Linked DNA regions of Mus musculus: region 1 is linked to region 2. Evidence: chromatin contacts called from public promoter capture Hi-C data. All regions are on one chromosome and are shown on one strand. Each heading gives the region's core, a stretch centred on a gene start, on an enhancer-like site or on the middle of the called end of the contact. The rest is flanking DNA. Distances are from core to core; before and after follow the strand shown.

The links. Promoter capture Hi-C pulls out the DNA fragments that hold promoters and counts their contacts.
Region 1: a contact with region 2 is called in a promoter capture Hi-C map of pre-B cells, with 2.2 times the contacts expected there. The contact joins the enhancer-like site here to the promoter of Edil3 in region 2. A contact is called at or near these places in 13 of 39 promoter capture datasets (the 3T3-L1 cell line, the C10 cell line, cranial neural crest and 9 more), 12 of 484 Hi-C or Micro-C datasets (cerebellum, cerebral cortex, cortical neurons and 7 more), 6 of 115 datasets of contacts at active chromatin or transcription factors (embryonic forebrain, embryonic hindbrain, embryonic stem cells and 3 more) and 1 of 9 other capture datasets (embryonic stem cells).

What each region holds. Positions count from the first base shown.
Region 1 is chr13:89,519,358-89,522,208 of GRCm38.p6, forward strand. It overlaps Gm34699 (a long non-coding RNA gene), which reads right to left. Exons shown (of 8, transcript XR_382713.2): 4 at 6-134. Among named protein-coding and RNA genes, the nearest start is that of Gm34699, 19 kb to the right of the region's middle. Within about 2 kb of position 1,299, at least 31 of the 459 cell types and tissues checked have an H3K27ac peak or open chromatin away from gene starts, as enhancers often do. A contact at or near this core is called in pre-B cells and second pharyngeal arch cranial neural crest, where this site is marked.
Region 2 is chr13:88,820,028-88,822,928 of GRCm38.p6, forward strand. It overlaps Edil3 (EGF-like repeats and discoidin I-like domains 3), which reads left to right and starts at 1,445. Exons shown (of 11, transcript NM_001037987.3): 1 at 1,445-2,021. The coding sequence starts at 1,955.

The DNA of each region.
Region 1 (2,851 bases), core at 49-2,548, 700 kb after region 2:
CTTACGATTCCAGAAAAGAGGTGTTCGGGCTTCCTAATAAGCGATATCAGGAAAGCTCCGGATTGTGTTGTCCGTGAAGCCAGGCATGTGTAGAAGCGAGGACTGTCTGGACATTTTCACAGTGTTCTCAGGTTCTGTAGGTGGTCATTTATGTAAAAAGGTAACAAAGCATGAAATCTGTGCTCCTGTGACAATGTTCACAATGCTGCCGAGACGAGGAAATTAGGAATATAGGGCACTGTCTGATAGCCTGTCCTTTTCAGATGTTATCTAAGTGCAACTTCAAAACCCTGAGGAAAAAACCATTGCGTTTTAATTTAACGGGTGAACTACTGTATGTAGGTTTAGTTGGTGTTCATTGAAATTCCTGTGTGGTTCTTGGTTTATATGCTAGCCAATGATTATCTAAACTTTAAAGTTTTAGACTTGTCTGTACATTTTTTCTTAATGAATCAGGGGAAGAAATAATGAAAAAAAAATGTCCTATGTGGACAAAAATGAAATAACTGAGAGAACAGGGCTCACATAGAAAATTGGAGAACAATGCACAGGGCCTGTGGTGGGCACATGGAAATATAATGGGACATTCAATGCAATTATAGATCAAACGCTGCCAAGATATCACTTCAGAGATGTGCATAAGTTTCATTGCTCACTTAGTATGTGTAAATATATATTTTAACATAAATATATGGGTTTGTGTATGATAAAGACACATATTAAACCTTAAAGAGTAGAAACTTAGCAGTATATCAAATATAGAACAATGTTGGTGGATAATGTGTTTATACTGATTTCCTATGCATCTATAAAACTTTTTAATAGCTATTGCCTAAAATTTTTCTGAATTGAATTATTTAAAAAATATTTAACTGTATTTTAAACACTGTGAGAAGATTATATAGAAATAAACTATGAAAAATTCTTTTGTTAAAATTCTTTCTGGAAAATTGTTTATTTTTATAATTAGTCATTTTATTTCTTTTATACTCACATTCTTTTAAATTGTGTTTCATTCTGCTATTTGTAACTCAACTTATTATACTGAAATGCTAATATTCAAGTCTTCCTAAAGCCCTGTTCATAACCAAATTAAATAGACCAAAAGATAAAATAATTAAATAAATTTACTACATTTGGATGCAAAAGTAGACAGAGCTTCAAAGTGCACATGACTAAAGAGTTTAATGAGGAAGTGCCCCTTGAAGTCTTGAAAGGTATAGAGTCTGAAGACAGAAGATTTCGATGGTTATTTAATTAAGAGGTGGAAGACCCAAAAATAGCTCTGCTATTTCAGGGGCCAAATGTTTCTGCCTTTCACTAACGTAAGAAATGCCATGGTTCATTGATTCTGCTCTGGTTTGGACTACTACAGCGAATAAAAAGTTTTTAGAAAACCAATGAGGGAGAACAGAGAAATCAAACATAGAAATGAATAAGTACATGGAAACAAAACCCTACCTCATTTGAAACTCAAGGATAAGTAGGGGTGGGCAAGGACACAGACTAGTGCAGGGGTGGGAGTGGGCAGGGGGAAGCAGGACAAGGGTGAGCAGGGGGGAGGTGGAGCAAGGGTGGAGATGACTCCTACAAGGACCAATTGTCTGAAGCTAAGTTTAACACCATTCTGTAGGGAAAAGTAAGTTGTGGTTACAATGTAGAAAGCACTGTACACTAAACAGAGAGGCCAACTTTAACCAGTAGGAATGCTAATTGCTGGTTTCTATGCTAGACATTAGAAATATTCCAATACAAGTACCAAGGAAGGGTAGGAAAATGCCCTCTCCTATCAGCTTCCCCATTCCATGCATAGTGCTCAGTAGTACTTCATTTAATGCCTACAAGAACTCCATGAAACATATATGACAATCTTCACTTTACAGCCAAGAACTTCAAAGTCAAATATTTTAAGAAATGTGTCTGCTCAAGTTAGAGAAGAGAGAATGTTGAGAATTGAGGTGGTGGGTTTCTAGAGTCAATGACCAAGGGCTTTCAAATTCTGTCTCTTCTTCAAAGTAATGGAAACACTGTCAAAAACACCAAAAAAACACATCTTTCCCAGACATCTGGAAAGTAACTAGTAGCTTTCAAGAATTCAAGGAATGTTATTAAATGAAAGTGCCTAAGTTTGGGTAAAACAGAAAGCTTTTGTACTGCTCTGGCTTGCCCTGTTTCCAGCCCCTTTCTGAGCTCCATTCTAGCCATGAAAACTATCAGAACTGTAACCATGGTAAATGGGAAACCAGCAGTGTGCTGTGATTGGAAGAAGCAGAGTGGATTTGAACCTCCACAAAAGCCACACCCCTAGAGAACTGTCACTATTTTTCATGTCTGCTAGTTCTCTGGAAACTCTCCATTCACAAAGCTTGTCATTGCTTAATTTGACTCAGCACTCCCTCAGTAGGAAAATATCTACCCACAGAGATTTTTTAAAAGTAGTGAGCCACAATTTGTAGCAGTTCAATTGCATGAAGTGAAAGTACACACTGGAGAAAAGAGGGGACAAGCTGAGACATTTAAGATGTATCTGGGGAACTGAATTTCCATTGAAGATGTTGAGGCCCTCCAGCATATTAGTCAGATGTAGAAACTTCTGTGAACATGCTGGAAAGAAGCAGAAATGTCCTTAACTCTCACCTCTCAATATTATTGTAGCTCCAAACAAGAAGAAAATTCAAACACAGAGTTGTAAACTGCCAAAACACAGATGTGTTACCCCAACACACAAGATCCCCAATATCATATAGAGACTTCTTAATTAAAAACAGAAAATTCTGCACTAATAACCATCCACTACACAAAAGACCTGCTCTGAGGGAATCTAAGGTCTGCACTAATATGCAAGTAAGAG
Region 2 (2,901 bases), core at 195-2,694:
CCCCACCCAACCACCCACCAACTCCTGCCTCACCATTCTAGCATTCCCCTACACTGGGGGCATTGAGCTTTCACAGGACCAAGGGCTTCTCCTCGCATTGATACCTAACAAGGCCCTTCTCTGCCACATATATGGCTGGAGTCATGGGTCCCTCCATGTGTATTCTTTGGTTGATGGTTTAATCCCTGGGAGCTCTGGTTAGTTTTTTAAACATGTATTGTCACCCTCTCACTCAGCATGGGAAACATGTTTTATTGTGGTTGGTGTTTTGCCCATATTACACATTACTTCTCTCTCTTGCCCTCATTTGGTTTTATTTCTCAATTGGTTTGCATGTCCTCCCACCCTTGATATCACTCCAGACAGAGAGATGGTACAAGATGAGGTTCCAAGGACTTGAGGAAGAAATAAAGAAGTTTCATGGTTGTCTCCTTTCAGCATCTAATCCTGAGAGTGACAATTTTCTTCATTTCTTCAGTTTCTCTACGCATGTGTTTATATCCTCCTATCTCCCTTCCTAATGGTGACTCGGGGAGGGCAGAGAACCCTGTTTCATTTTGGTACTTGGTACCACAGGAATTGAATCTACAGTAAGCAATCATTCTAACTGAAAAACAGGGGAGAAAGTACAATTGTAAGCCAGAGGCTTTATTTTCAGTTCAATCACTTTCAGTGCAAAATAAGCCCATTTATTTTAGTTTTGGTGAAGAACAGCGAAATTTGATCCACCTGAGTGATGTGTCAAGAATCTGCTCTTTCCTCTGTTTTTCTATGACTTCCTTCATGTGAAACAGATGTCCTGCTTACATGCCTCCCACTTGCTTATGCCCTTTCTCCACTGAGAGCAGATGAGCCCACAACCTTTCTCTTCAGCCCTGAGCAAACTGATTTGCAGGCAGAACAACAGAGCAGCAGCCTGTCTTGCCTGTCTGGCTCCTGACTAAATCGTGACTCCTGAGAAACTGAGACTTCTTTTAGCAGTCTTGGGTCTCACCAAGCTTGAGGCTCCTAGAGCCACTTTGTGAAATCTCTTAACTTCCTTTCCTGGCAGTCCTGAAGTTCAGTGGACTCTTTTGTACACTTAACCATAAAACCAAACCTGGAACCAACACTTTCGGACATCTATCGTATTCCCTTAACCTTAGAGTTTGCATCTTAGGTGGAGAAGATGTGGAACTTAGCAGATAGTGGCAGGTATCAGTCAGGGTGTGGCTGCGGCTGCCTCCCTTTCTCTTCCAGCAGAAGGAGCCACCTTCCAAAGCTGGGGGAGAGAGAGAGAATGGGGGGGAGAGGAAGAGAGAGGGAAGGAGGGAGAGAGAGAGAGAGAGAGAGAGAGAGAGAGAGAGAGAGAGAGAGAGAGAGAGAGAGAGAGAGAGAGAGAGATTGGAGAAGGCAATAAGAAGAGGGAGGGTAGGGGGGCGGGCCGCCGGGGGCGCCCAAAGCCAGCTAGGCTCAGTCTCACACGCGCGCCGCCACTGTTTGTACACAGTGCGCTCCTGGCCTCAGGCTCGCTCCCCTCCAGCTCTCGCTTCATTGTTCTCCAAGTCAGAAGCCCCCGCAGCCGCCGCGGCAGCAGCGTGAGCCGTAGTCACTGCTGGCCGCTTCGCCTGCGGTGCGCGCACGGAAATCGGGGAGCCAGGAACCCAAGGAGCCCGCGCTCCGCCCGCTGTGCCTCTGCTAGGACCCACTCGCAGCCCCAGCCTCTCTCAAGCGCACCCACCTCCGCGCACCCCAGCTCAGGCGAAGCTGGAGTGAGGGGTGAATCACCCTTTCTCTAGGGCCACCACTCTTTTATCGCCCTTCCCAAGAATTTGAGGAAGCGCTGCGGGAGGAAAGACGTCCTCTTGAATCTCTGACAGGGCGGGGTTTACTGCTGTCCTGCAGGGCCGCCTCGCCTACTGTGCCCTCCGCTACGACCCCGGACCAGCCCAGGTCACGTCCGTGAGAAGGGATCATGAAGCACTTGGTAGCAGCCTGGCTTTTGGTTGGACTCAGCCTCGGGGTGCCCCAGTTCGGCAAAGGTGAGGTGGCTGGGCAGGGGTCCCTGGATGAGGGACGGGCGGGGAGCACCTTTGGAAATGCCGCTCAAGGGGCCACAGTGGGTCCTCAGTGCGTGCACGGCGTGAGGAGCGCTACGAAAGAGGCGATGCTCCCTGGATACCCTGCCAAAGTGCTAGCAAAGTCCGTGTGGAGTGCCCCAGGCTGAGCCTGGGAAGAGGGTGCGATCTAGAAAATAAGAAGATTGAGGGGGTGTGAAGGGGTTGTCTTCCTAGGCTTTTTTTTTGCTAGTGATTCCCTGCGCGACCCCTGACTAGCAAATATCAATGTTCTTGGCCGATGACAGCGGACAGGGTTGTGAGGTTGTGATAGAGACCTGACAGAGCTAAGTGTGCTGGGCCATCATCTAGTAGGTGCTAGAATAGCCTGGATAACCACCGGGCGGTAAGCTGGATGCAGTGCTCTGGTGCAGGGACAGGGGTGGGGGTGGGGGTGGGGGCTAAGGGGTCTGTCAACCTGGACCCGATATTGAGAGTTCATACTGCCAATGAGAAAGAGAGAGGTCTACTAAGTCGCTAGCTTTCTCCCCAACCCTCCTCTTGGGCGCGTGACTTCAATTACAACAGCTCAAACAACTCTCTTCTCCTCCAACCCCAGGGGGCTTGAGCATTATTTTGTACTCCCTCTGGGTAAGACCTTAACTCTTGGTAATAGATGGCTGTGATGTGCAAACCAACCTTCATGCGTCCCTGGCCCAGGAGCCAAAAAGTTGTTCAGATTTGTCTACCTGTGCCTTTCATGGTTTGCATGTAAATAGGAAACTAGCATACAAAACAAAACCTAAAATTTTAAAATCAGTGAGTCTCCGGGTGAGTTGTTTAGGTGACTTTCAGGTCCTTTTGA